Regions from separate parts of the Mus musculus genome. Here region 1 is linked to region 2. The links are chromatin contacts, called in public HiChIP or PLAC-seq maps. All regions are on one chromosome and are shown on one strand. The core of a region is the stretch at or near the end of the contact, and the rest is flanking DNA. Distances in the headings are between cores, read along the strand shown.

What was found. HiChIP or PLAC-seq counts read pairs in DNA pulled down with a chosen protein or histone mark.
Region 1: a contact with region 2 is called in an H3K4me3 HiChIP or PLAC-seq map of embryonic limb bud, with 6 times the contacts expected there. The contact joins two enhancer-like sites. A contact is called at or near these places in 1 of 39 promoter capture datasets (the C10 cell line) and 4 of 115 datasets of contacts at active chromatin or transcription factors (bone marrow-derived macrophages, embryonic limb bud, large pre-B cells and 1 more).

The regions. Positions count from the first base shown.
Region 1 is chr17:17,570,677-17,577,917 of GRCm38.p6, reverse strand. It overlaps Lnpep (leucyl/cystinyl aminopeptidase), which reads left to right. Exons shown (of 18, transcript NM_172827.3): 3 at 2,531-2,669; 4 at 3,840-3,971; 5 at 6,172-6,292; 6 at 6,890-7,044. Among named protein-coding and RNA genes, the nearest start is that of Lnpep, 50 kb to the left of the region's middle. Within about 2 kb of position 2,192, at least 5 of the 459 cell types and tissues checked have an H3K27ac peak or open chromatin away from gene starts, as enhancers often do.
Region 2 is chr17:15,695,621-15,702,412 of GRCm38.p6, reverse strand. 5830433I10Rik (a long non-coding RNA gene) reads left to right here. Exons shown (of 2, transcript XR_001782213.2): 2 at 1-6,792. Among named protein-coding and RNA genes, the nearest start is that of Chd1, 6.0 kb to the left of the region's middle. Within about 2 kb of position 3,207, at least 14 of the 459 cell types and tissues checked have an H3K27ac peak or open chromatin away from gene starts, as enhancers often do.

The DNA.
Region 1 (7,241 bases), core at 943-3,442, 1.9 Mb before region 2:
ACTGAAAGTTTAGAATGAACAGAACGTAAGTTCATTTACTTGCCTCTTAAAGTGAAGTACCCACATGATTGTCTATCTTGAGAGTACATACAAGTTTAGATCATTCTTACCTTCAGGATGTCTGAAAATTATTAATCCTAAGCAATGTTGTATGTTTTTTCAATTTTGCTGGAAACTTTTATATTGGCCCCACTATAATTAAATATTTAAATTGATAGAGTAATTAGGGGGATACATTTCTTCTTGCTTGAAAGGCAGCTCTTCTTACCACCAATGCTCTTGTTGCCTGGAAAAATCACAATGTCTGTAAATGCTTTGAAGAGACACTGCTTGTGGTCAGGAAACTTTGCCTCCTTTCCACACTGCTGCCAACATAATCTATGCCTATTTTTATCTTTGCACTTGTTTCTGCTAGAGGTGCTCATGGTCACCTTCGATGTACAAACATTTTACAGTTCTTATTCCTAACATTTTGACAATCTTCATTATCTGGCCTTTGTTTTCTCTCACAGCCCTTATTCTCCTATCATGTTGAACACTCTATTCCTACAACTAAGCATAACAGTAGTCAGTATTTATTGGGAACTGAAATACTAGAAACTGCTCAGAACATCTTATGTTTCTTTAATCTTCTACCTTGTCAAACTAAGAAATGCTAATATATTCATAATAGCCAAGGATGAAAGTGCTTATAAATTACTATTATAAAGTAATAATAGTCTGCCAGGACTGTCAGGGAGCAGAGAGGGAACCCAGACCTTTCCATTGTATTGAACCACTTCCCCAGTTCATACTTCATTTCTTTTGCACATTGTTTTTGCCAGTGCTTAAGATTCTCTTACTCACCTCCCAGCTAATTCCTGTCCTGACTTGAGGATATGCATGCTTAGCAAGTGTTTCTGAGAGCAAACATAGTCACAAGGAAAGAATAGGTATCGAGTTTCACAATAGAGAAGACATTGTAATTGTCTTCAAAATGTAGACTTCTCATAGACTTGTGTGAGATAGTTGTTATATTGCTTGAACAATAACTTAAAAGTTTTCTCGTTTGTTTGTTTTGACTTAGAACATTAGGATCTATAGTCAGGCATGAGGAATGCAGTTGCAGTCCCAGCACTTGGGAGGTAGAGGCAGGAAGATCAAGGAGGTCGAGAGGCGCGTGCGCGTGCGTATGTGTGTGTGTGTGTGTGTGTGTGTGTGTGTGTGTGTGTTTGTACATGGTGAGTATGAGGCCAATTTGGGCTATTTAAGATTCAGTCTCAAACAAAAAGAAGAACATTATGATATAATTTTTGTCTATAAATAGGCCTCTCTAATGTGAGTAGTAGGGATATAATTAGACTTTATCCTATTCTGTTTACTGGGTGAAAATGTTGGCAGTGGATGAATAAAAGGAATGAGCTTTAGAAATCGCATGGTTATCAGATGAAGTTCACTCTGCTTTTACTGGGCCTATGCTTATCAGGAAAGACATAATGACTTTACGTGCGGAGAGAGTTGTAGTTACCTAGTACTAGTAGTAAGCATCGATGTAGAACCACCTAGGTAGCCTAGGTGGTTTTGTTAGTTTATTGTAAAGTTTTCCTGGATTCTGGCAAAACCCTAAGGCTTGGTTCAGGGAGACCTGGCTCAACCATAATATGTAACATATAAGACAGAGATGTAGGTTACAGACTGGACAGAGTCATGGAGCTAATAAATGTAGACCCCAAATTCAAAGCGCTCTTTTCTGCTTATCTTCTAAAAGTGGAGTCTAGCACAGCGGGTGCTGTGTCCACAGTGCCTGTGAATGGCATAGAAGCTGGCATAAGAGAGGCCTCTCGCTCGCCCTGCTACTCTGCTTGTGTAGTCTTCAAGTGGAAATCACTTTCTCCTGAGTGAAAATCTACCATTAGCCCCTGCTGCTTTTTGTGATTTTCACAGGCAGGACCATCTCTAAAAAGGAAAGAGGAAAGCAGAATGCTATTAAAGAACAACTGGTTTTTCTATTTTCATGAAAGTGCATATTGTAGATTTGAGATTCAGTGTTGTGAACCCAGCTGGTTAGTAGCTGCTAATGACAATCCTATGGACTTCTATCAGAAACTCAAGCCTCTCCGTTGGTGAATCCCACTGCACTTAGCAGCTGCTCCAGCTTGTAGACGCGTATTGCCTTCTTTCCTTATGCTGCCGTCTTTCTCAAGTGTACTCTTCAATTCTGTGCTTTATCAAGTGTGCTTGATATTCAAGGACCCATTCAGGCTGGGTACTAGTTTCTTTATAGTGTCTTCACCTGCAGAAGAATTTGTTTCACACCATTTGATCCCACTAATGTGCTTCCACTGTTAGCAATACAATTTGAAGCCTGCAAGAAGACTCTGCCCCCTCTAGGCCTCTGCTCTCCTCGCCCCCCTCAACCCCTTTAGTTAATAGTAGGTGTTTTAGAGGCTGGAATTGTAATGTATTTTTTTCTTCATAGCCCTAGTACTTTGTGGGATGCCCTGTCTAGTACGCACTCTAACTATTGGACCAAATTTGCATTTCTTTTTAGGTACTTTGCAGCAACTCAGTTTGAACCTCTGGCAGCAAGATCTGCTTTTCCTTGTTTTGATGAACCAGCATTTAAGGCCACATTTATCATCAAGATCACAAGGAATGAGCACCATACTGCGTTATCAAATATGCCTAAGGTACTGGGACGTGAAGGTGCAATATTTGGATAGATCTCTTATCTCTGAGAACAGTTGGATTCCTCTTTACTATTGGTAGGGATATTTAGAAACATATGTGTATATATTCTTTCTGAAATAGTTAGATACAAATGGAAAGAAAAGTACTTTGTCAGTCTGAGGAATGCTTGAGAAAGGAAAAGACCCTGCAAGGCTTAGAATGCATGCGTAAGAAGTGTGAAGTGTCTTCCTGCTCTACAGTAGCACAAATACTAACACTATGAAACAGTATAAGCTGAGTAAATGACTTGAGACATAATGAATTTGCTCTTGTAAGCATTGTTGAGACTATGGAATTGTGATCATTCTTAGTGTTTTGGCTAATGAAACTCTGGATTATTGTCATGTGGAAATGGACAAGAACAGGAGCCTTTTTCTTGTTAGTTGCATGGGAGGTAGTAGGGGTAACACCAAGTAGAAGAGTTTTATGCTCAACAGAACTTTATTCTTTTTGTGTCTGCCTGAATGGCTTGTGCAGCCGGTGTGGTACTTCCTAGAACCTGTATGGCTAGAGGTGAGAAGTAGCCACAGGTAGCAGGCAATACCATCTACCATCTACCCCCATAGCCATCAGACAGCATGAGCTTTCATTGTCACAGTCAACTCATCACCTTAATATGTCTCTTAAAGAGGTGGGCACCTACTTCACACTAACCCAAAGCAAAACCTGATTCATGGTTGGGAAATTTTGAGAGTTCCTGGCATTTCTTCACCTTTAGTCAGTGACAGAGTTCTCTAGTGACTTAATGCTTTTGATTCCACTAACTTTTCCTGGGGGTACTCCATGGAGCACTAGATCATGTCAGGGAATGTTTTAGCTACAGTTCCCTCTTGAAGTCAGTGATCCTCAGGTTATGGAGGTAGGGAATGGGGAAGGATTTGAATTTTGCTACAGTTGGAAGACAGAACAATTGCTACAGGGAACAAATATATTGAGAGTCATGTTGAGGTTCTCATTATACTCTGTGTCTTCTTGATCAAGAGAAGAGACTGAAACCATTATCTAGAAATTTGTGTTGAAAGATTAAAATGTCTATTTATTACTTCATGAATTTTTAATTTCTTACCGTATTTGTCATTGATCCTTTAGTTACAGAACTGTCATCTTCCTTTTTTTTTTTTTGGCTATAGAAGTCATCGGTCCCTGCAGAAGAAGGACTTATTCAAGATGAGTTTTCTGAAAGTGTGAAAATGAGCACATACCTGGTTGCTTTCATTGTAGGGGAGATGAGGAACCTGAGTCAGGATGTAAATGGAACTCTGGTATGTCCGTACTCTGATTGTCTGAAAGCTGGTGTATAGTAGGGTGGTGGTAGTTCTTGGTGGTTACCTTATGAATACAAGCTTTTAGATCGGATTCTAACATGTTACACCAGAAATACCACTCTCATTTAACTCATATATACTACTATTCATTTGCTGTCTGAAAGTTAGTAGTTTTCAAGTTTCCTATTTTGTGAAAATTATAGTAAGATAACATATTATACTGACATTTCTAGAACTGTACTGTAGAATATGATGGTCAGTAGCCTGAAGGAAGCCAGGACAGGAACTCAAACAGGGCAGGAAACAGGAGCTGATACAGAGGCCATGGAGGAGTGCTACTTACTGGTTTGCTTCTATGACTTTGCCCAACATGCTTTCTTATAGAACTAACACCACCAGCTCAGGAATAGCACCACTCACCATGGGCTGGGCCCTCCTCCATTAATCACTAATTAAGAAAATGCCTTACAGCTGAATCTTATGGTAGCATTTTCTCAATAGTGGTTTCCTTCTTTCTGTTAACTCTTCATTGTGTCAAAATGACATAAAACTAGCCAGGACATATCCCAAGTGTCTCTCAAGCATCCTGGTACACTTTGCACATTTGATTTCATTTCCTCCTGGTGCATCTCATCAGTCATTAGGAAGAAACTCAACACTTTCTTTATGCAAGGCACTATGCTTTCGGTGATGTGTTCAGTTTTGGAAGGCCAGTGTGTCCCTTAGATCCTACAGGCTCTATTACTGCTTTTCATTGCAGGTGATAAGGTTTGGGCCTGCTTTTGTTGGCTCGTATTTGTTTTTATTACTTAAAGGCACAAACGGGTTCAACCTACCAAGTCATAACTGTAGTTATAAAGTCTCTTAAAGGGTTCTTGGACTAGATGGCAAGAAAGCATTTAGACTATAACTGCCACGGCCTAGTTGCCAGGGGGCTTTCATTTGACTGTTACTAGGATATGATTTGTTTGTTTTTCTTTTCCTCCTTTATTTTTTAAATTGTTTCAACCTACAGCCTTAAACCTGCTAACCACCTCTTGTACCACAGAGCTGCACCCCAAATCCCCATACAGTAGTAATTGATATTCTCTTACCCAACCCAAAATATTGTTTAAGGCATTTCTCCCCTGGTATGCATGGTAGTGAAGACCTGTAACCCCACCTACTTAGGATGCCGAGGCAGAAGGGTCACAGTTTCAAGACATTCCTGAGCTACAAAATGAGTTCAAGACTGAGCCTGGAGAACTTAATGAGACCCTGTGGCCAACTAAAAAGTAAAAAGAGGCCTGGGGAAATAGCTCTGTGGTGGGGTGCTGGCATCATATATGTAGGGCTGTAGTTTAAATCTCTGAGACCACAAACTAGCAAAAGACTTTTTTTTTTCCTGAGACACATTGTTCTCTTTGTTTATTTTCCACTGTTTTATTATTTTTTAGAATAAGGTTGATATAAATATAATGAGCAGATGATAACTATGTATTAAGAAGTTAAAAGCACATGTTCTTTAAGGAAAAGAAAAAAATTAGAAAGGAAAACTTTCAAAACCCTTTCTCCTAATTGTGTGCCAGAATTGAGAGTAATTGTGTCACTTGGTCAAATTTCAGTTTCTTTTATAATCATATCATATTACTTAAACTGTGCACTTATCTTCCAAATAGAGAGAGGATAGGTATTTAAGTAATCTCTGTAATTCTATGATTTGCTTCTGAGTGTGCAGTCTGAAGTGAATGAGCAATGTGAGACCTGAATCATAGTTAGAGTGTCTCATGATACAACTGTTTTTTATTACATGATCCATCAAAGCAAGCCAACAAGTGAAGTTGATATTTATTTATGAGTATATATTTAGTGCCTACTGGATGACAGGCACAATAACAGGCACCAAAAGGATTAACACCTTAGTTTTGTGCTGCATATAACCCATCTTCACAATTCATAAGTAAGAGCACTTGTGAGTTATAAGAGTGTAAGAATGTATCATTACATTAGGGTCAGTGCTTATACTTTGCTCTGAGGTGTGCTATAGTAGTTTATTTGAGATATTGGGGAAAGCTTTAAAAAAATTAAAACACTAAGTAATTCTTTTGTGTAAGTATGGGTATAAATGACTTGTTTGCTGGTCCTAACAGTGCTCAGCTGAGTGGCATGCCATTTTAATCTTACCTGCCTTTACACCATGGATTATGTTTCTCTTCAGGTTTCTGTGTATGCTGTACCAGAAAAAATTGGTCAAGTTCACCATGCCTTGGACACAACTATAAAGCTTCTTGAGTTTTATCAAACTTACTTTGAAATTCAGTACCCACTTAAGAAATTGGGTAAGAGTTAGATAGTTCCTTTGATTTTCATTGCAATTTATAACAAAGATTTGCTTCATAAACAATTTTTTTAAAAAAAGCCTTTGCCAAATATTTTTAAAAGAAAACCAAGAAATTTTTAATGCTGTAGAAATTTTATTTGTGTACGGTTATTTATAATCTATACATCTGAACTTAACTTAGAATTACTTAGATAACTTAAGTTTATGGGGTTGTAGAAATTTGCTTAAGGCCCCATATGGAGTTTGATAAATTCTAACTTCGAAGGAATTTCGGGTTCAGATGGGAGGAGGAGATTTAAGTTTTGTTTGGCGTGACACTGGTTCTGAAGAACAAAGTGGGGCTCTGACTGGGCTTGGTTGTGTTCACTCTAATCTGATTCATTGTGAAAGAAATGGGCTGGCGTTGTCCTTGTTAGGGGACAGTGGAATTGCTGATCGGGTCTTCCTCAGCTGATATTCAGGTACCGAGCATTTAGACGTAGGGACAGGAAGATTCAGCATGTTAAGGATCATGAAAGACCTTCTACTGGGCAGAGTCTTGACTTAGGGAGTTCTTTAGGTGAGAAGTTGATCTCTTCTGTCTTGACATGTCCAGATTTGGTGGCCATTCCTGACTTTGAAGCAGGAGCAATGGAAAACTGGGGCCTGCTTACATTCCGAGAAGAGACTCTTCTGTATGACAATGCAACTTCTTCAGTAGCAGACAGAAAACTGGTCACTAAAATCATTGCTCACGAACTGGCACATCAGGTATCACCAACGCATACCGTTATATCTCACTCCCTAGAGTTTTAGTAAATACCTGTATGTTACTAAGCATATTACTATTTTGTGGTTTTAGTGTTGCTATTATATAAAATGACAAAGGGAAGAATTTCACCTTTAAGCTATTTCATGTCCATTGTCTCATCTCATAAACGCCCTATGGTGGGCCATAATCCCATTTT
Region 2 (6,792 bases), core at 1,958-4,457:
CACCACCACCCCCACCCACACACACACACACGTGGTATTCTTAAACTGATATACTGAGAAACACTTCCAGAATGGTAAAATATGTTCCAGATAGAAAATGGTAGCTCTTTCTCCTTTAATTTTGTGAATCCCAGTATAGGGATAAATATATTCTTTCTCCTACTTAATATTTATATAGAGACAGTCTGACTTAAGATTGCTCCTGTTAGTCTTTTTTTTATTTTATAGCCATAAGGCATTGACATATATTCTGTAGGAACAACTTTTTCTGGGGTAAAGAAATGCCCTATAAGACACAGTGCTGAGCCTGGTGTGGTGGCACACGCCTTTAATCCCAGCACTCGGGAGGCAGAGGCAGGCGGATTTCTGAGTTCGAGGCCAGCCTGGTCTACAGAGTGAGTTCCAGGACAGCCAGGGCTACACAGAGAAACCCTGTCTCGAAAACAAACAAACAAACAAAAAAACAAAACAAAACAAACAACAACAACAACAACAACAAAAAGACACAGTGCTTACCCATAAATCCCCAGTCAAACGTGAACATAGGGTAGACAAAACAAACTCAAGTACCCAGTGTTACTGAGTTATTGTACTCTGTATGACTCATGTGTTATATGCACTTTGGCTTAGGTTAGGGTATCTTCAGTTTTAGCCTGTGACATCAACCCCAGTGCCTTGCCAAACTGGAGGAGATTTCCAAATATCATGTGTAAATTTACAAAGTTCTTTGATAGGTAGGCTTGTGAAATTTTAAGTCATAGTAAATGTGACGCATTTTCTACTTTGCTAATCATAATTTTGTAACAGTCGCTGTTCCAGTGTTAGGCAAAACATTCTCCCAGGACAGAAGTCTGGCTCTGTGCACCACCTCTCCCACCATGCGTGATTTCCAACGTATGCAGTGTTTGGAAGGATTTCCTAGTTCCTTCTGATATCCATCTCACAATTCCCATATTCAGACATCTTGAATATCATATTTGGGAATTTTGACTGATGAAATTAGTTTCTTGTGTGTGTTTTTTTACATTGACTGTGTGTGTATACATACATGTGCAGGTACATGCTATAATTCACATGTATGTGGAGGTCAGAGAACAACTTGAAGGAGTCCCTTTCATTACTTGGGGTACTTAAGATCAAATTCAGGTCATTAAACTTGGCAACAACTGCCCTTACCAGCTGAGCCATCTTGCTAGCTGGTAAATCCTTTTCTTTTTAAGATATGGGTGCTAGTTTGACACAGTCTCCCTATAGTAACTATCATGGCTTTGATTTCTGGGCTCAAGTGTCCCTTCTGCTTCTGTCCCCTGAGAGTTGCAACTATGGGCTTGCATGATTCTACCTTTTTAAATAAGTCCCTTAATACCAATAAAGTTTTAAATAGAGTTCTTAAAGATGATTCTAAGAGGCCAGTAGGTATAAAATCACATAGGCATTGTATAAATACAAAATTATATCTTTGCTGGGCGTGGTGGCGCACGCCTTTAATCCAAGCACTTGGGAGGCAGAGGCAGGCAGATTTCTGAGTTCCAGGCCAGCCTGGTCTACAAAGTGAGTTCCAGGACAGCCAGGGCTACACAGAGAAACCCTGTCTTGAAAAACAAAAAACAAACAAACAAACAAAAACAAAACCAAAAAAAAAAAAAGAAAAGAAAAGAAAAGAAAAGTTTCCTTCAAGGATATTTGAGAAATGTTTCAGTGAAGAGCTGAGCAACTGTAAACGCAGTCATTACCTTTCTGCTGCTGTGGTGGTTAAAGGGAGAATGGCCTCCTTCGGCTCAGATATTTGGATGCTTGATCACCAAAGACTGGAACTGTTTAAAAGGATTACAAGGATTAGACTGTGTGGCCTTGGAGAAGACATGTCACAGGGAGGTGAAACTAAGGTTTCAAAAGCCCATGTCAGACCCGATCAGAGACACCACCGCTCCTCTCTGCAGATCAGGATGTAACTCTCAGCTATTGCTCCCGCTCCATGACTACCCCACCATGCTCCGAGCATAACCCTGCCATGATGCTAATGGACTAACCCTCTGAAACTAAGCAAACCCCTCACTTAAATGCAGTCTTTTTTTTTTTTTTAAGAGTTGCCTTGGTGGTGGTGTCTCTTCCCAGCAATAAAACAGTGACTAAGACAGTTATTATGGCAAGACATCTAACAAATATAGTTTCAAGAAGGAAAAGTTTATTCTGGCTGATAACTTGCATGTATTATCCATCCTGGTGGGGAAGAGAGAGACAGATGTGAGGCAGCTGGTCACACTAAGCAGTCAGAAAGGAGAGAGATGAATCCTTCCTACTGCTTAGCTTGCTTTCCTGATTCCATTCAGTCCTCTAATGTGCTGCCCACATCCATTCCTCTTTCCGGAGTTAAACCTTTCTGAATGTATTATAGATACGAGCTAAAGTGTATTTCCCTGATGACCCTAAATTTAGTCAAGTTGATAGTGAAGATTAGCCATCAAAATAGGGGATATAGAATACATAGCCCTGAGAGAACAAACAGCAATTGAACAAGAGGGTCTACACAGTCAGGGCTCTTCAGGGACCAAGTAGATTATGCAGGAAAATAGGAAAACATTGAAGGGATTTTAGCTTGATGGTGACTTAAAAGGATGGGTAAATTGAAAACTGTACTCTAGATATAAATCTCAAACAAAGATTAAGATATATCAAGGTTGATAAAATACTCCTAGAATTAGTTGGACTCTTTTGTCAATGAGAAAGCTAGAAAGGGCATGTTGGAGCAGGTTAGTGAAATAGAGGTAGAAAGAGTTAGCTGGGAAACAGTAGTGTATGCTTCCTGAGCTCGGACGGAGCATTAGGAAGAGGGTACTTGTGTATACAGCTGAGTGGTAGTGGCATTCACTCGAAGGTCAGTGTATCTGGAGGTAGATAGGGAGGTTGGGAGATCATTTGGTGTAGTATCTACTGAATTTCTAATGGCTTTGGTCATCCAAGCAGCTTCTAAATAGAAGTATGAGCCTGTATGGACCTGGGAACAAGCTCCTTAGGGGAAAGGATTCTGATTGGCTCGACGGCGTTCTGGGTTACAGTCTATCACTACTGAGAAGTCCCAGCAGCAGGAGCTTGGGAGAGCTGATGACATCATCTGTAAAACAGAAAACCTGCTACATCTGTAAGGAAAGATTACATTCCTGAGTGCACATGAAACTGGCTTTACAATAGCTTAGGGCCTAGGTAGAGGAAGATGAGCTAGACGAGGTGGAGTTCTCAGAGGGTGTTGTGTGCTTGAAGACAAATGACTAAGCACTTCAAGGAAGGAGTGGTGAATAAATAATGTCAAGTGCCATTGTGAAGTCATGTGAAACAAGGCCTGGAAAATGTCCACTGCCTTTGGTGACGCGATGGTCATCAGTTACCACAACAAGAACTGTTTTGTTGAGGAATATGGCCATAAGCTAGACTGAGATATGGAATGTGGTAAATGATAAATAAGTGGAGTGAATCTAAACTCACAGGACTTGACTTTTAATGGGGAGAGAATATGTCATTTTTTGTTGTTGTTTTTGTTTGAAATACATGTATGTATCTGCATGTGGGCATACACACGTGGCTGCAGTACTCAGGAGCTGCAAGCCGTATGGCATGGGTGCTGGGAACTGAACTTGTATCTGCAAAGGCAATGAGAGCGTTTAGCCATTGAGTCATCCCTTCAGCCCGGAATGTATCTTTTCCATCTTTAAGATTTTGATTTATTTGCTTTGATAAAAGACTTAATTGAAAAAAACCAGAAACACACACCCACATACACACTAGAGGAGTTGGGGGTGAGACATGGCCTTACTGTATACCCTGAGCTTAGTAGTATCAAACAGGCGATCCTTCTGGTACTACAGTATGAGTGCTGAGACAACTGGTATACCTGGCACTTAACTCTTCCATGCCGTGTTTCTCCCTCCCTGTGATAGTTAATTTCAATTGTCAACTTGACACTGCCTAGAAAAGTATCTCACTGAGGGATTGTCTACATTGGGTTGACCTATAGTCACGGGGTAGGAGACAGGACTGTCTTATGGTAACAGATGTGGGCTGGCTCAATCCACCATGGGTGGAACCATTCCCAATCAGAAGGTCCTGAACCGTGAAAGGGTGGAGAGATTCAGCTGAGCAAGGGAAGCAAACGAGCATCCATTCCCTCTCCCTCCGCACTTGACTATAGTACACATTCCTGCCACTGCAACTTCCCAGCAGTGGCGCATTGTAATTTGGACTTGTGAAGCAAAATAAATGATTTCTCCCCTGAGTTGCTTATCAGGATGATACCACAGCCACAGAAATGAAAGCAGGACACTCTCTGAGACTCTGTCTTCCTTCCATTTAGAAATTTTACTTTGATTTTTTTTTTATTACGTCTATTGTGTATGTATGTGTCTGAGTATGTGTGGGAATACGCATGTAAATGTAGCTGCTCACGGAGACCTGGAGGCCGAAAACATCTGCTTTTAGTTTTTGTCACAGGCAATTGTGAGCAACCAGGTGCTGAGAAACAAACTGGGGTCCTTTAGAAGAGCCGCAAGTACCTTTAACCATTGAACTCTGTTCCAGACTTCGTTCCTTTTTTTTTTTTTTTTTTTGGTTTTCCGAGACAGGGTTTCTCTGTGTAGTCCTGGCTGTCCTGGAACTCGCTCTGTAGACCAGGCTGGCCTTGAACTCAGAAATCCTCCTGACTCTGCCTCCCAAGTGCTGGGATGAAAGGCATGTGCCACCATGCCTGGCTCGACTTCATTCCTTTGAATAACTTTGTTTTTCACCCTATAACCCAGGCTGCCCTCAAACTCATGATCTCATGCCTTAGCCTGCCGAGTGCTGGGATTACAGATATATACAAACATTCCTACTTCTGGGAGGTAATAATCTTGTGAGATGAAGTTGACTCTGTGAGAGAAGAGTTGGATATACAAATTAGCTGTGAAGATAAACACATTAATCACTAGAGAAAGTAAATATATGAATTTTAAGTCTAATGTAGGTAACTTTGTTTCTGTATTTTTAGAATAAGGAACTAAACAAAAACTAACATTGTTTATGGTTATATTATATGGGTGGCATGTTGATCTGATTTACCCCATAAGTCTCAGGCATTTTAATACTTGGTCCCCACTTGGTGGCTGATGAGAAAGGATTGGGAGAAGACACGGCACTGGAGGGGGAGGTATGTTCCCAGGGGTGGTCTTCAAAGTTTCAAAGCATATGCCATCCCCAGTTACATAAAGAGGTATGCCTCCTGACTCTTAGTGACAGCTCTCGCCAACTTTTGCTGTGTTAACCCTCTGAGATAAATATGTTTTCCATACATTGCCTTGGTCATAATTACAATAACACAAAAGTAACCAGTACAGATGATCACTTAACTGGGAAGAGTTTCCATGAACTCTGCAGTCCCCTACGAATGCACAAGACGGTTAGAAGATATCTGTTAATGTACCATAATGTAGAGCTACCTTTTAATCCAAAAGTTTTTTTGTTTTTGTTTTTCTGTTTTTTTTCTTTTTTTTCCAAGACAGGGTTTCTCTGTATAGCCCTGGCTGACCTGGAACTCACTTTGTAGACCAGGCTGGCCTCGAACTCAGAAATCCGCCTGCCTCCCAAGTGCTGGGATTAAAGGCATGCGCCACCACACCCGGTTTAACAGTTTGATTCCTAAACAGCCTCAAACTTGACTAAATAAAGACAAAATGGGATATCACCCAGCAACAAAGAAGAAATCACTCCCACAGTAAGTAACGTGGATGAATCTCACAGGCAATGTACTGAGTGAAAGAGACTCAAAAGAAACCATGTTTTATAATTCAACTCTTGCAAAATCCAAGGACTAAAATAGGATAAGAAGATCCAGATAACAGTCACCTCTGTAGGGGTGGTGTGGATTTTCTAGGGCACATGACCACTGAAGAAAATTGTTGCAGTAAATATTAAAAAATGAACCGGCACAACCCACACTTGTGCCAGCAACTCTCTGCCCCAGCAGCCTGGCCAGCCATGCACTGGTGGGCAATGGCCAACCCGTTTTTATCTCGTGGAGACTGATTCAAAATTGTTCTGTTCTGTGTCTTGCTCTGAGTGGTGAATGCATGGGTTTACCAGGCTGCACATTTCAACTACACCTCTGTAAATTTTACTCTGTATGTTCTATCCTATGTTTTATCTATTTCTAAAAATATACATTTTGTTGGGCTCATGAGATGGTTCCTCAGGTAAACGGTAAAGACACTTGCCGTGCCAGCCTGACAACCAGAGTTTCATCCCTAGAACCTGTGTGAAGATGGAAGGAGAGAATTGAATCTCTAAAGTTACCTTCTGACCACCACACACAGTGTGGCTCTTAGGCAGATATACAAAGCATTGTCATTGTCATCATCATCATAGTCAACATTGTTGTCATTGTCATCTTCCTTGCATCATCTTCATCTTCATCATCATGTCCACCACCATCATCATCATCATAAGAGTTTTAAATTTCTTTTTTTAATCAATGTTCAAAATAACAGGTTTCCTAAAGGCATTTTTCTTATGTGATTGTGGTTGTTCCTGTTCCCCACTTCCACTTCCCCCATCTCCCTGGCCCCTGCCTTCTGTCATTAGTTTTGCCCTTCCCAATTCATACTGCATGAGTTCCATCATCCCTGTTTCCTTAAAGGCTCCTGCTTCCACACTCGTGAGCTCCTAGTTTCACATCCTCTACCACATACTCACCCCCACACAAATACACACATAAAAGCTTGAAGCTGGGAGCTGCCTGTGAGAGAGAACATGCATTGATTGTCTTTC